2 separate regions of the Zea mays genome follow, and region 1 is linked to region 2. Evidence: chromatin contacts called from public Hi-C data. All regions are on one chromosome and are shown on one strand. The core of a region is the stretch at or near the end of the contact, and the rest is flanking DNA. Distances in the headings are between cores, read along the strand shown. Region 1 holds the start of LOC100191375 (IM30 protein-like protein). Region 2 holds the start of LOC100278343.

Region 1 (3,616 bases), core at 879-3,378, 550 kb after region 2:
CATCATCAAGGACACATACAGCATATGATTTACGCCGCTTAAGGGCTTCACGAGCAAGATCCTCGTCACCCTTTTGAAGAGCAAGTTGAGCCCTCCGATACCTACACTTTGACAAAAAATAATATTCATTTACTGCAAGCAAATATATGCTGAAGTTCGATTCGCTGCCGTAAACCATAGCCATACCAATCAGCAGAAGCTTGTTCTGCAGCTTTATATTTATTCTCAAGCCGCTTTTGAGATGCCAAGACCTACCAAAACAAGAATCCATAAAATAGCATCAAAGTTTCGTTTCACAAGCATAAGAGATGAAACAAAAGAGTAGAAGCATATGATGTAAGAGGAAGCAAACAAACTAGCATGTAGCATCAACTTTAATTATTTATGCAATAATCTTTAAAGATGATAGAAGAAAATGTGTTAAAACCTGGAAAAGACAGCATTATGGCACTATTGGAAAAAAATAAAATGCACTATCAATTATACTGAATGCAATCACAACAAACCTGTGCAGTGGCCTGCCGCATCTTTGTCAAGTCATCATTCATCTCCAGAACTGCCTGGTCTAGAATCTTCTCAGGGTCTTCAAACGAACTTAGAACTGCATTTGCGTAGGACTAGACAAACCGACGGCCCAGAACTTTAAATTACATATGAAGAACTTGTTACTGCAAATAACATAATGAAGGGTAAAAAATACCACTCACCCTGACAACCCTTGTTAGCCTATCAAAGAGGTTACTTCGTATGCTATTGCACTTAAATCTGTTGACATTTGACTGCCGTACTTGCACAACTTTAAGTGACACTGTAGAGTGCAAGGAAGGGTAAACTAGCAGTCACTAACACAGATTTATAAACCATGTCGATAACATTACATTCTGCACTTTGTAAAGCTCTAGACCGAAACATAATAGTTTTGTTCAATAGTATGAGCTTGTGCACTACAAATGCAGGCCAACATGAGCAAAATCAAACATAAACATTCTGTAGAAGCATAGTCATCATGTATGCAACTCAGCTTAGTGTGACAACATAAAATCAAAGCAAGAGCAATGGTTTCATTAGAAATGTATTGCAAACGATAAAAATGTTCCGGTTCCGGAGAGAAAAAAAAGGATCCTATGCTGGTGTTGACAACCATGAAGTGCAGTGAGAACCAGCGTTCTCCAATACCCTCAGCTAAGCAAAAGATGCTTCCACTTTACAGGGTAAATCTCAAAAACACAGGTTCACTTATTACAAGTCGCAAGGGACTAATTTAGTTAGTCAGAAATCTATTAACTTATATACAAAAACATAAAAAATACGGTACAACAACAAATTCGACCAAGTTTAGGGTCATATTTGCCCATGATGGTAAACAGGTGGCATTACAGACTAAGGCACTGTTTGTTTCCCTCCTAGATTACGTAAGTTAGATTATGGTGGAAGGGTAGGATGGTAAATATGACTTTGAGATTACAAATAAGGTGAAATAAGCTACCCAATGTTAGCTTATTTCAGTTTATCTGTAGTCCCAAAGTGATATTTACCCTACTATCCTTCCAACATAATCCAACTTATATAATCTAGGGGAAAAACAAACACACCCTAATATTGCACATAATAGTTCATCATAACAGCATATTAGTAAAATCATGTGTGACAACTAAGGCACCGACCCCCACAGCCCAACTGTCGCCAATGTTGATCCTGGTTCAACAATCGCAGCAGCAGCACTGAGCATCCCAGACAACAAATGTTCCGCTAGATTAGCATGCGGTGAGGAGGTCCTGAGGGCGTTAAGCGCCCAGACAGATTCTCCACACAAAAGCCTCAAGTACCATGTACCAATCTCAACACAAGACAGAAAGGATACGAAGAAGTGAGTGGGACACGAAATCGAAGCACGCACCGCTGCCGCGAAGGAAGGAGGTCCTAAGCGGGGTTCGGCGGAAGCTGGCGGCGGCGGGCGGCGGCGCGAGCCTCAGGCTCGTCGGCGGAGCCCTAATCTCCATTGATTCGGGCGGGGTCTAGCGGAGAGCGAAACGAGAATGATTTTTTTTCCTGTCCCTCTTTTTTTTTCCCTTCTTGGTGCCTCGCTCTATCTCTCGAGAGTCGAGAGGGCGAGTTCGTGTGGAGAAGAGATGAGAAGCGATGGGAATGGAAAGCGATCTCGAGTCGGATTCCCATTGCGCGTCTCTTGGGCCGTAGCGACGGAACAGCGGAAACTCAGGCCCAAATACTGGTTTTTGTCTTGCAGAGAGATAAAAACGGTCGAAAACGGTATTTATTCGGTAGTCAGTTTTTTAGTTGTTTTTGTTTGATTACGAATAAATATGATATAAAATATAAAATATAAATTTGTATTCTTATTTTTAACATCCAGCTTGTTAAGATTCATAAAAGGTAAACCTCAAATTCATCCTATATTTTCTCAAATAATAGATATAAACTTCAGTATGGATTCGAAAATAAATTCGTTAATTTTTTCAACTTTTTATGTTGTAGGGAGCAAATAATACATAAAACAATGTATGTAATATTTTATTCATATTTATACTAATGTGCTTGATAACATAAGAAAATATCAATATCAAATTTTATACATATCTATTTTAAAATATTAAATTTGTCTTAACAGTTCGGATTACCACTTTCATCCTACTAGAGGGAAGCCTAATAAATGTATAAATGTTTTTTTTTGTTATTATAGGTAAACTTAGAAGACTAGTTTTTTTGTGTGTTAGGGAAACTGAAGCTGCGGCCCAACTGGTTCCCAATTCCTGTTCCGCAGATTTCAGTTTTTCTGCCATAATTTCGTATTTTGAATTATTTCAAAAGGCACAAACGGAATTATCCCTTTCCAAGGACTGGTTTACCTCGGTAAATTACTCCTACATAGGTGCCGTTTGGTTCGCAAAATGTAACGTAAATGATAATAATAACGATTTACACTGGAGAACCTACGGTAACAAATTTGAATAAAGCGATATTCATTTGTAGTGTGGTATCGATTACGATTGGACTTAAACAAACATGATTTAACGTTATTGGTTACCAATTACGTTACCAATATGTGAATCAAACGCCACCATAGTGGTAGACTGGTGGATGGGAGGCCCCTGCCGACTGATGAATGAATGGTGATGGTGAGTATTGAGCAAGGATTGCAAAACCGTCGAAAACCGACTGTAAACCGCTCGATTTACCGAAACTGTCAGGGGTGGTAACGCTTTACCAGCGTTTTTTTGAATTCAGTCTAAATTTAAAAATTTTGAAATTTTTTATAAAAACTATATGTTTTACTGAGTAATTTGATATATAAAATATTTAAACTTAAATCAGTTTAGCCAACAAAAAATAGAAAAATGTATGGAACTGCTAACCCGTTAACAAAAAAAATCTAAACATCCCTCTCCTCCGGGTCCTCCCTAGCTCCCCTCACTTTCCCCATTCACTTACCTGAGAGCCCACAGACCCGTCGTCGTCGCACATGCAAAAACTGCCGCCTCCGCGCCTTTTACCGGCGGCTAAGCACGGTAAACCGCCGGCCAGGAGCGGTTTACCGCCCACTTCGTCGCTGCCCCCCGTCGTCGTCACAAATCCCCTCGCTGATGGTTTCCATCGCAAA
Region 2 (3,788 bases), core at 356-2,855:
ATGTATTTAAGTAACAGATAAAAATACAATCAGTTTTTAGCTCTTAGGAAAATTACCTCGGAAGAAATCCTCCAGTATATGGCCTTTTCTTGCTAGAATAGACCCAACCATTCTGGGTTTCTTATCGAAAATCATACGCAGCAAGCGAGCAGCGACATCACGCCTGGAATTCTTCCTCTCTAAGAGATCAAGAAACAGGTCCCTCTGGCCACAGTCACTGAGCGAATGGACCAACGAGACAGTGGCACAGAGCCACAGCCGAGCTTCATACCTGCCTGCTGATTTTGTCAATGACTTGATTATGGACTCAACATTGTGAAAAAGAGATCTCCTCCCTTCCACGACAACTGTATTAACACTGCCGCATTCTGCCGGCACTTGCAAAAAGAGTTGAACCATCTTCGGAGTGAAATTTCTCACCAGAAATCTGGAGCGAAAACAAGCAAAGAATCACACATGCTACGTAATGAACCAGGCTGAACTCGAAATACAGGGGGCACCACAGTAAAGGGCATGTGACTATTGGAAAACAAAAGTTAGTAGGCATGTATGCAGTTATAGGGCCTATTTGGGAGAGCTCAGCTTCACCAACTTCACCATAGATCAGCTTCACGGTGAAGTTGCTGAGGTTTTTAAAGTGTTTGGCTTGCAGACTAACTCTTGATCTATGGTGAAGTTGGTGAAGCTGAGCTATAAATCAGCTTCACAAAACATAGATCAGCTTCACAAATTTGAAGCTCAGCTTCACCAACTTCACCATAGACCAACTTCACGGTAAAGCTTCACAAACTTGAAGATTTAGTTAAAAAAGTCATTTGTACCCTTGATCGAAGTATTCACCATATGAGCTTGTTTTCTTCACAATGTTCTCATCAGTCTTAATTTAAAAAAAATAGATGATATTGCACCGACATTTTTAGAGGTAATTTTAATAGTATATTCATAGTTGGCGGTATTTATACATAAATATGACAAGCATCTTTGATTTCAAAAGGCGAGTGTTTGTTCTAAAATATCCACCAGTGTCCCTGTAAATTCAGACAAAATTCATATCTGATGCATACACATACAGGGTTGTACATGTACGAAGGAATTCACGTATACAAAGGAACAATATGCAAAGTGTTTGTATATGCGCACACAAAATCTATGGGCTGGTTGTAGACTCCTAAAATACTAACCGAATTGCTGCTAGAACCACCAGAAAGTGGAGGCAAGGTCTGGGAATACGAGCTCGCCGCCAGGGACTGAGTGCTGCCCGCCAGGGGCTGGGAGCCGTGGGCTGGCCGAAGCCGCTGCCACACCCGTCCCTTGCCTCCGCCCTCCACGCCGAGAGAGCCCTGCTCGGGGCGCCAGCGGAGCTCCAGAGGATCCACCGACCGCGCAGAAGGGAAGGCCACGAGCGGATCTATGTGATGCGAAATCGCCGCCACAACCGGTCGGGAAAGCCACGTTGTAGCCGGATCTCTGCGTTTGCGACTCCCCTTCGGCTCCGGCGTCCTCCGGTGGGCTTGCCCAGGGCGCCCGACGGCTAGGGTTTCCCAAGAGCCGTCAGAGCAGAGAGAAAATCGATCGAGATAGGAGGGCTTCGAGCGGAGAAAAAAAATGAACCAGTGGCAAAGGTGCACAACACTGAGCTATGGGAACGGTTTTCCACTAAGGTCTAACCATCGTATCATACAATTCTAATCTTTTACATAATAATGTTTGGTTTCTTTAGTCTAGAAACTAAAGTTTAGTTAGAGGATTAAAATTTAGTCCCTAACATGTTTGGTTCTAGGGGCTAAAATTAGTAAGAATATACTAAATAACTCATAAGAAGACTAAAATGACCTTTAACATTTTTCTGCTATTAGTACAATTGAATTAAATGAAGGGTAAATGTGGAATTAATATGATTTAGTCCCTTTTAGCACATGTGTGAATGACTAAAGACTAAATCATTTTAGTACATATTTTAGACCTAGTGTTTGGCAAAAAAAAAAGACTAAATGGGTCTAAAAAACTAGAGTCTAATCTTTAGTCCCTCTAACCAAACACCCCCTAAATACTGCCAATACACAATATGTACAGAGTCGTATAGAGACTCGCTCTTCATGAAAAGATTGTCTCTTAATTTTTTTATTTTCACTTAACCCCTAAGAGATCCCTCGTTTAATTGGATTGTACATGCCCTTATCCTCAACTTCACGTGAAGGTATAAAATTCCAATTCGTGAAGCACCTCTTGTCATCGTTTCGAAAACCGGGGGACAACAAGGTTTGTGTTGGGTGGGAGATGCTAGCGCGGACTCACTCCGAATGATGAATCGTTGGGACTCGAATGTGGAATTTGAGACAAATGGTTTATACTGGTCCAAGTTTGTGCCCTAGTCTAGTTTAGTGTTGATCGTTGTATTGCCTTGGAGCGTGTTAAAACTGTTGGTGTGTGGGAAGAAGGAGGGGCCCCTGCCTTTTTATAACTCAAGGGTAGGACCTTACAGTGTGGACTTGTATTCTCCTGGAGGGTGCCTGGTATGTTGCCTCTGAGTGACGTAGTTCTCCTGACATCGTCCGTAGGGTCGTGTTCAGTCATACTCCCGTTATGGCGTAACACTTCGTATGCATGGTATACGGGTCCCTATAGCAAGTCTCATGCTGATGTAGTGACCCCTACCAGGGATAGTTCTACTACGTGTTTTGGGGTCGTGCGTGGTGCAACTTTGTCTATCGTCATGAGCCTTGTGACACATTCCTGTATGCGTAGGCATACACCCGTTATGGTGTATTGTCCCATCTATTCCTATATGCGGGTAACTACAGAGACTCCGACACTGAGGTCCCCACAATCGGGGTTGAGTGGCCCCACAAGTCAGCGGGGACACGTCTGGGACCGTATGTGGGGGCCTGCAATCATGCCGATAGTGACCTCTTGGTGCGCCTACGGTATGTCGTGCCTGTGGTCCAGACGTAGTTTGGTGGAGAACCATCTTATTATGTTGATGTTCGTCGGTCGTACTGGGATTTTGCCTCCTCCTCGTCGAGTTGGTCGGCCAGGACTTGGTCGGTTGTTCCGCCTCACGGGGTTGCTTGGCAGCGACTTGATCATCCGCTCCGCCTCACAGGTTTGCTCGACAAAGAGCCCGGTCATTCGTTCCGCCTCGCAGGGTTGCCCAGTGGAGGATTGGTCGGCTACTCCGCTTCACTGTGTTGCTTGGTAGTAGGCCGGTCGACGAGTGGGCCATTAAGAGTTTATGGACCTACTTTGGGTACCTAGTTTCCAGGTACCCGACAACATCCCTCGAGCCTTTATGTAACTCTTTAGAGTTGTGCGGAAACTTTTGTTGAGCACCGAAATCCCAGACACGCGCAAGCGCATCTGCTAGATGCTTCCCCCGAGCCCCTGGGTAATCCTTGTGAATTGCTTAGGGGTTTATGTGGTGTTAATGCAGTTTAGGGTCAGAGCCTTCCTACGATGGTCGTCATGTGCTGGGCATGAGTCCATGGCTTTCGTTGAGGACCGACATCTCGAGGGGCGCAACCGCATCTGCTAAATGTAGTCCTGGAAGTCGCCTAGAGGGGGGTGAATAGGTGAAACCTGAAATTTATAAACTTAAACTTGCACTAAGGTCGAGGTTAGCGTTAGAATAAAATTCGAGTGCGAAAGATTGTTTCTCTTGCTAAGAGTTGCTCAATAGATGTGGATGTCGTTTGGGAGCAAACTCAAATCAATACTAGCAAGGAAACTTTAGAGAGAGGAAACGGGGAAAACAAATCAAATGGAAATCAACACAAGTGAACACGGTGATT

What was found. A called contact is a pair of places that touch in the nucleus more often than the background predicts.
Region 1: a contact with region 2 is called in a Hi-C map of ear, with 2.1 times the contacts expected there. The contact joins the promoter of LOC100191375 here to the promoter of LOC100278343 in region 2. A contact is called at or near these places in 2 of 25 Hi-C or Micro-C datasets (ear and leaf).

What each region holds. Positions count from the first base shown.
Region 1 is chr3:172,974,240-172,977,855 of Zm-B73-REFERENCE-NAM-5.0, forward strand. LOC100191375 (IM30 protein-like protein) reads right to left here and starts at 2,129. Exons shown (of 11, transcript NM_001136809.1): 1 at 1,898-2,129; 2 at 708-808; 3 at 507-617; 4 at 187-251; 5 at 20-101. The coding sequence starts at 2,000.
Region 2 is chr3:172,427,542-172,431,329 of Zm-B73-REFERENCE-NAM-5.0, forward strand. LOC100278343 reads right to left here and starts at 1,606. Exons shown (of 5, transcript NR_158670.1): 1 at 1,182-1,606; 2 at 57-427.